Regions from separate parts of the Mus musculus genome. Here region 2 is linked to region 1. A link is a contact called in public ChIA-PET data. All regions are on one chromosome and are shown on one strand. The core of a region is the stretch at or near the end of the contact, and the rest is flanking DNA. Distances in the headings are between cores, read along the strand shown.

Region 1 (4,057 bases), core at 556-3,055:
CTGTTATTCCATTAATTCTGTCACCGTAGAAAGACTACTGTGTTTCTGATAGGAGACATTCATGACATATTACTGCACTTATTGAAAACCCAAGACACGTCCACCGTATTATACCCACAGGCTTTTCTGCTTGGGCTTTCTGCCATTATATAACAGCATCTCTTCTGGAAAACACTCCCAGTGGCTGTTACATTGTAACTTTGGGAATATAACCCATTCAGAAATGAGCACACATATTAAGGGCTTCCCTTCCTTCTGTTGTTTTATTTTTATGGTTGCTCTTGTTTGGAGACTGTTGTCTACCCAGGATCCGGTTGTGTACACACCCTCTTTTAAAAGACCTAAATCCATCTCGCCTCAACAAGAAACAAGACAGGGTCTCTTGTAGAGGAGCAAACAGAAACTAATTGTGAAGAAACTATTTATTATAAGATTTATTACAATGACAAGAGTTTGCCATTCGAAGTGCCCCATGTGTTCAATCCAGGAGACAGAGGGAGGTGTACTACTGTGAGTTCCAAGCTGCCCAGGGCTGCCCAGTGAGGCCCTGTCTCAAAATAATACAAAAAAAAAAAAAAAAAAAGAGTTTAAGCTAGGTTTGCTCCTTTATCACAAAATAATCTTCAACCTTCAGCTCCAGAAAAGTAACTGTAAAAATCAAAGTACAGTTATTAATGATTTCAAGTTATACTATAAGTCCGGTGACTTCTTTGAACATACATAGCCGCTTCTGCAGCCCTATCTTATAGGGGAAAAAAATTCTAATACTTAGCAAGTTAAGACACTCATCCAGCATGGGGGTCTCGGAACAAGATTTAGCTTCACCTCTTCAGGGCGGAACCTCCTAAGAGGTGTGCACAAGCCTTGACATTGCAACCGCTCCGCTACCTGGTATTAAGTAAAGGAGGCCTGAAAGCAACCCATCTACGTGGCTATTTTCACGCGATTGTTAACGAGACCTACAGAGTGAAAAGAAAAAGGAAAGTGGCCAGGAGCTTTTCTGTCTTTGGCGTCAGCCCAGGGCAGCCCAGACGGCCCTCTTTCTAGGTTTTGCTCAACGTACAGGGCAAGAAAAGGCACCACATTCTCGCCAGAACGCCGGCCAATCTCCTGCTTGTGGATGGCATTCAGGGTGCAAACTTTTAGGTTAAAAACTCAGTTGACTGTTGCTGTTTTTAAGTTAACCTTACCAAACAAAAGGTTTCGTGATGGCGTTGTGCACACAAGCCTATCCCAGCGCCTGGCTCACATTCTCCTCCCACTTCCTCCCTGCCTGTACGCCTGCGCTGACAGCAAGGTCGCGGTCGCAGGCAAACTCGCTTTCGGAGTGAAGACCCCGGTCCCCAAAGTTCTGCGGCCGTACGGAGGCGGATGGGCTTAGCAGCGCCCAGGAGGCGGCGCGGGCGAGCGGCGGGCCACGGCGCGGAGGTCAGCGGGAGGAGCTCAGCGCCGCGGGCCGGCTGCGGTCGCTGCAGAGGGCGGTTGGCCCCGCGCCACCCTGCGCACCGAGACCGGTCCCCTCCGCAGCGGGCTTGGGCGCGGGCTGCGGACCCGGCCGGGCAGAGCAAGGCAGGGCAGGGCACGGCGCCGCGGCCCCTCCGCCGGCCGGCGCGGAGCTGGGCGAACGACTTACTGAAGAACAGGCGGTAGTCCTGCGAGCGGGGATGGCCCAGCTCCTCCGTGCGGTACAGGGACATGACGCGGCGCGGAGGGCGGGCGGCGGCCCCCACGCGCCACCCTCGGCCGACGCTCAGCAGCGGCAGCAGCGCGCGCATGGCGGACGGTCTGCGAGAACCGCAGGGTCGGTGCTGGGCCCGGCGCGGCCGCTCGACGGCGCCCCCTGCCGCCCGGAGCCCGCACTGCCTCCCCGCGGTCGGCCTCAAGTGGCATCAAGTCCCACCCTCTTCTGCATTCCTGGGGCCACCTACCTCTCCACTTTGCTCCACAAGCCCTCAGAGGCCGAAGACCATCAAGACAAGGACCTTAGAAGCCCCAGGAATTCACCACCACGCACCCACTCACACACTGTCAGTGTCTGCGGTCAGACTTTGATTACATTAATGTAGCACTTGGTTGCATGCATACCTCCAGAAATTTCTAAAGGAACATCCAAGCCGGAAGGAGGGAGTGTACACACACGCGCGCGCGCGCGCACACACATACACACACACACACACACACACACACGACTATAATGTATAATGATCGAGCGTCCTTGTGAAGACATCTGACACAGATTTATCCTAAATCTGTAATTCCCTCAAACGCCACTTCCTCCATAAGGCCCTTTAATATTTAACCCAAGTACAGGTAACTTTTAACTTCTCTGCAATTGCATACTTCACAAGTATTTCTGTCTGGTCCGGTGGCCACAACTAGTTACAACAGCAGTCTTTGCAGTCTGGTCCAGTAACAACGGGAGCTGTGGTTCTAAGGAAGGAACCAACCATTGCCCTTTTCTGTAGACCAGTTGATTGGGAAGACCTCACTGGAATGGTCTTCCGGACCTCTACCAGTTTCTGCTCCAACTGTGAGCAAGGCTCACATCCTCACCTACTGGGTTCTTTCTGCATCTAAATTGTGACAGTTAAAACCCAAACTGGTTTTACCCAGGTTTCAGAAAGGATCTCTTAGAGGTGCCACTAGCCACTTAGACATTGCTTAGCCTAGTCTCTAAAAAATTTTGACATTAGTGGCTTTGTAACACGTCAACATGATTAGGCGGAGTTGCAAGCTAAGTTGTCCTATAAAAAATGGAAACATTTCCTTCCTGCGTTTATTTCATTGATTTATATGATTCTGCCTATGTTAAAAAAAGAAAGCTTAAAATTTCACCTAAACTTCAAATATTGGATATTTGAGAAAGAAATTCCTACTGAAACAAGGTTCTGGGCTGTCTAATAGTCTAGATTCTTAAAATTAGCATCAAATTCCGGGTATGTGATTTAGGAACATATTACTTTATGGCATTAAAAAGAAATGGCTTGATTTTGAACATATAAAATCTCATCTTTCATTTTCTATAATTTACTGAAATACCTGTGGATCAAAACCGAATATACAATACATGTTATGAGAACAAAGTTGGCTTACTGGTTAATTTTAAAATACAAATTTCTGAAGATATTTATTCAACAATAGTTGTCCATTTCAAATGTAGACATTTGGAACCTAACTCGCTGAATTTCCTCTGTGGACATCTGTCACTATCATGTAGCAAGTGTGGGGGTTTGAATAGGTAAGGCCCCCATAGACTTATGTGTTTGAATTACATAGGGAGTGGCACTATTAGGAGGTGTGGTCTTGTTGGAGGAAGTGTATCACTGTGGGGGCCTGGCTTTGAGGTCTCCTGTATCCAAGCTCCGCCCAGTGTGGAACACAGTCTCCTCCTGACTGCCTTCCAATCAAGATGTAGAACTCTCAGCTTGTCTAGTATGGCTGCCTGCATGCTGCCATATTTCCTTCCATAGTAATAATGGACTGAACCTCTAAAACTGCAAGCTACTCTCAATTAAATGCTTTCCTTTATAAGAGTCGCCTTGGTCATAATGTCTCTTCACAGTAATGATGAAATTAAGACAGTAAGTGTGTGTCTTAATTTTTAATTCTAGGACTTTACAAAACAGGGGTAAAGACAAATGTTCAAAAAGCTCTTGAGCACAGATCCAGAATTTACAAATAAAAGAGAAAACTGGCTGAGCTTGGAGGGTTGGGGTGACTGGTATGTAGCCGAGCTTAGCCATCATTCTGATTTTGTATCTGAGAATAGTGAGGTGTCCAGGAGCCAGTCCAATGTGGAGCCCAGGAGACAACTATAGCATGGAACTTGCAGGACTTGCAATATATTGAATAGCTTTTAGTCTATAGAAATTTAGCTTATGGTCACTTCACAATAAACAAAATACCAGGTTGCTAACATGAGAGACAACCTTTGAGCTTTTCAGATTTTTAATTAAATGGCTTTCCTTTTCCTGAAGTATGTGTGAAGCAGATGCTGTTGATTTTCCAACTAAACAGGAGTGAAAGCAGTCCATGTAAATGGTCAACTCTAGGTTGG
Region 2 (3,705 bases), core at 1,177-3,676, 85 kb before region 1:
TTGGCACTCTGTAAGAGTCACCTAGATGGTACTGGTTTTGAAAGCATAAGGGGCTTATGGAGAGTAGCTGAGGCCTCCTACTCAGAGAGGCAAGGAGAGGCCACTGGAGAAGGTGCAGCCTCGGTGGCTGTTGAAGGCCCAGGACTGAAAGGGTCATGTAGAGCAGTTGAGGCTTGGCTCCAGGAAGATAGCTTATCAGAGGCTATTTGTGAAAGTGCACCCCAGTTGCAGCAGAAGACCTCGGCGTTTTGAGATGCCAGTATCATGAGATGACCACCAAGAACAGCTGCAGCAGTGGAGTGGAGGCAGCTGGAGCCTAGAAGACAAGCTGTGTGCTACAGATGGCAGAGCTGGAGAAGTGATCCGAGCCCTTTGGAGGAACCCAGAAGATAGTGAGAGGATCCCAGATATTAGACAATTAGAGTTTGCTTCTACTTTGATTTGATTGAGACTATGTCCTGATATTTTTCTCTCTTGAAGTAAGAAAGTACTTTATTGAAGCTCACAGTTAAGAGACTTTGAACTGTAAAAGACTGAATTTTAAGAGATTGGATATTTTCAAGGGACTGAAATTTTAATGTGTTTGAATTTGTAAAGACTGTGGGACTTTTAAAGTTATTTAGATCTTGGGAAAGTAAGGTTGTGGCTTAATGGTGATGTGTTTGTGTGTCAGGTTGACCAGTGGTCGGTTGTACCAGCCGGTTTTGTGTGTCAACTTGACACAAGCTAGAGTTATCCCAGAGAAAGGAGCCTCAGTTGAAGAAATGACTCCATCTGGCACTTTCTCAATTAGTGATTAGTAAGGAAGGGCCCCTTGTGGGTGGAGCCATCCCTGGGCTGGTGGTCCAAGGTTCTGTAAGAAAGCAAGCTGAGCAAGTCAGGGGAAGCAAGCCAGTAAGTAGCACTCTCCATTGCCTCTGCATCAGCTCCTGCCTCCAGGTTCCAACCCTGCTTGAGTTCCTGTCCTGATTTCCACTAATGATGGACTCTGATCTGGAAGTCTAAGCCAAATGAACCCTCTCTTCCCCAGCTTATTTTGTGGCCATGGTGTTTCATCACATCAATAAAACCCTGAAGGGCTTTGCAACCCCATAGGAGGAACAACAATTTCAACCAACCAGACCCTCTAGAGCTCCCAGGGACTAAACGACCAACCAAAGAGTACACATGGAGGGCCCCATGGCTGCAGCTGCTTATGTAGCAGAGGATGGCCTTATCTGACATCAATGGGAGAAGAGGCTCTTGGTCCTGTGGAGGCTCAATGCCCCAGTATAGGAGGATGCCAGGGTGGTGAGGTGGGAGTTGGTGGGTGGGTGAGCATCCTTTTAGAAGCAGGGTGAGTGGGGATGGGATAGAGGGTTTGAGGAGGGGGAACTGGGAAAGGAGATAACATTTGAAATGTAAATAAAAAAAATACACAATTAAAAAAAAACCTAAGACAATGACCTTGAATTTTTAATTTTTCTGCCTCTATCTCCCAAGTATTAGAATTACAGGCATGCCCTATTATGGCCGAATGTCTGGAGTGCTGGGAATTAAGCATGTGACTTTTCATCTGCTGGACAGGCACTCTATATAACATGAATTACATACCAAGCCATTTGTATTTCTTTTTATTCGTATTATTAAGTTATTTGTTTACTTTATGTCTGGATTGCAGCTTCCCTTCTCTTCTCTCCTCTCCTCCCAGTCCCTCCCTCTCCCTTCCCTCTACCCACCCCTCTTCTCTTTCTCCTCAGAAAAGGGGAGGGATATCAACTAGCTTTGACATATCAAGTTGCAGTAACACTAGGCACATCTTCTCCTATTGAGGCTAAACAAGGCAGCCCAATTAGAGAAAAGAGATCCAAACGCAGGCAACAGAGTCAAAGGTAGCCCCTGCTTCAGCTGTTAGGAGTTTCATACGAAGACCCAGCTACATACCTGCTATGCATGCAGAGGGCCTAGGATCATCCTATGCATGCTCTCTGATTGTGGGATTTGGCTCCATGAGTCCCTATGAGCCCAGGTTAGTTGGTTCTGTAGTTTTTCTGGTGATACCCTTGACTCCTCTGGCTCCTTCCATCCTTCCAACTCCTCTTCCACAGGATTCCCCAAGCTCCCCTTAATGTTTGGCTGTGGGTCTCTGCATCTGTTCCCATCAGTTGCTGATTGGCTATGGCTAGGAGTGGAGTGGCTATTTGCCCTGTGAAATTGTGATTGTTAGTTACCAGGGTAACGTGGCTCCAAGAACAAGTTGGAGTTTTTCAAGTAGCTGAATTCATTCACAGGGCAAGTTAATCATAAAATGGAGCCTGAAAGCAAAATAGAGTTTGTAATGTTAAGCTGGGCCCTTCAGGTTTATTTTGAGTTATAGGTCTAGAAGGATAACGTGCATCATGGAAGGGAAGACATAGTGCCAGGAACAGGAAGTTAACTGACCACATCTCCTCTGTACTCAGAAACAGAACAAACAGGAAGTGGAACCAGGTTATAAAACCTTAAAATCCACTCCCAGGAACACACTTCCTCCAGCAAGGCTAACCTTCTACAGGTACCATCACTTTCCCAAATAACACCTCCACTTGGGGGTTAAGTGTTTAAACACATGACTCTAAGGGAAACATTTCTTAATCAAAATGCAGTAGTTAATCCCCTCAAATCATTAAAAATATATGCAAACAAATGAGTTTTCTTTAAGAAAAATAGCAATGTTAGAAATACATTCAACTTAGCCTCTTTGAGTCTGTGGATTGTACATGGTTTTCCTGTACTTTATAACTAATATCTACTTATATGTGAGTACATACCATGTTTGTCTTTCAGGGTCAGGGTTACCTCACTCGGGATGATATTTTCTGGTTCTATCCATTTGCCTGCAAATTTCATGAAGCCATTGCTTTTAACAGCTGAATAATATTACACTGTGTAAATGTGCCACATTTCCTTTATCAATTCTTCTGTTGAGGGAAATCTAAGTTGTCTCCATTTTTTTTGCTATTACAAATAAAATTTCTATAAACATAGCTAATCAAGTGTCCTTGTGGTATGGCAGAGCATCTTTTGGGTAAATGCCCAGGAGTGGTATAACTGGTCTTAAGGTAGATCTATTCCCAATTTTCCGAGAAACCACCAATTTGATATCTAAAGTGGTTGTACTAGTTTGCACCCACCAGCAATGGAGGAGTGTTCCCCTTGCTCTACATCCTTGCCAGCACAACCCATGAAACCAAAGAAGCTAAGTAACAAGAAGGGAACAAGGAGCCAGGCAGTGGTGGCGCATGGCTTTGATCCCAGCACTTGGGAGGCAGAGGCAGGCAGATTTCTGAGTTCAAGGCCAGCCTGGTCTACAGAGTGAGTTCCAGGACAGCCAGAGCTATACAGAGAAACCCTGTCTTGAAAAACCAAAAACAAGGGACAAGGGAGAATGCTTGAGTCTCACAGAGAAGGGAAAATAGATTAGACACCAGGTGGATGGATGGAGAGGATGGGGTGGTGGAGGGATGGGAAAGGGGAACAGAATAAATCAGGCAGGGAGTGGGGTGAGGTAGAGAAGACAGAAAGAAAGTACTGGGAGAGACAGCTGGAATCAGGGAGAATCTCTGGGATGAGCTAAGACAATGGAAACTCCCAGGAACCTATGAGAGTGACCCTACCTAAGACTCTTAGAATGGGGGTTGTGAAGCCTGAAACAGCCATCTCCTGTAACCAGGCAAGGCTTCCAAT

The links. ChIA-PET counts read pairs in DNA pulled down with a chosen protein or histone mark.
Region 2: a contact with region 1 is called in an RNA polymerase II ChIA-PET map of memory CD8 T cells, with 17 read pairs. The contact joins the enhancer-like site here to the promoter of Ppa2 in region 1. A contact is called at or near these places in 3 of 484 Hi-C or Micro-C datasets (Th1 cells, Th2 cells and embryonic stem cells), 1 of 115 datasets of contacts at active chromatin or transcription factors (memory CD8 T cells) and 1 of 9 other capture datasets (pancreatic islet).

Annotation. Positions count from the first base shown.
Region 1 is chr3:133,307,858-133,311,914 of GRCm38.p6, reverse strand. Ppa2 (pyrophosphatase (inorganic) 2) reads right to left here and starts at 1,805. Exons shown (of 12, transcript NM_146141.2): 1 at 1,634-1,805. The coding sequence starts at 1,775.
Region 2 is chr3:133,393,437-133,397,141 of GRCm38.p6, reverse strand. No RefSeq gene overlaps it. Among named protein-coding and RNA genes, the nearest start is that of Ppa2, 85 kb to the right of the region's middle. Within about 2 kb of position 2,426, at least 32 of the 459 cell types and tissues checked have an H3K27ac peak or open chromatin away from gene starts, as enhancers often do. A contact at or near this core is called in Th1 cells and memory CD8 T cells, where this site is marked.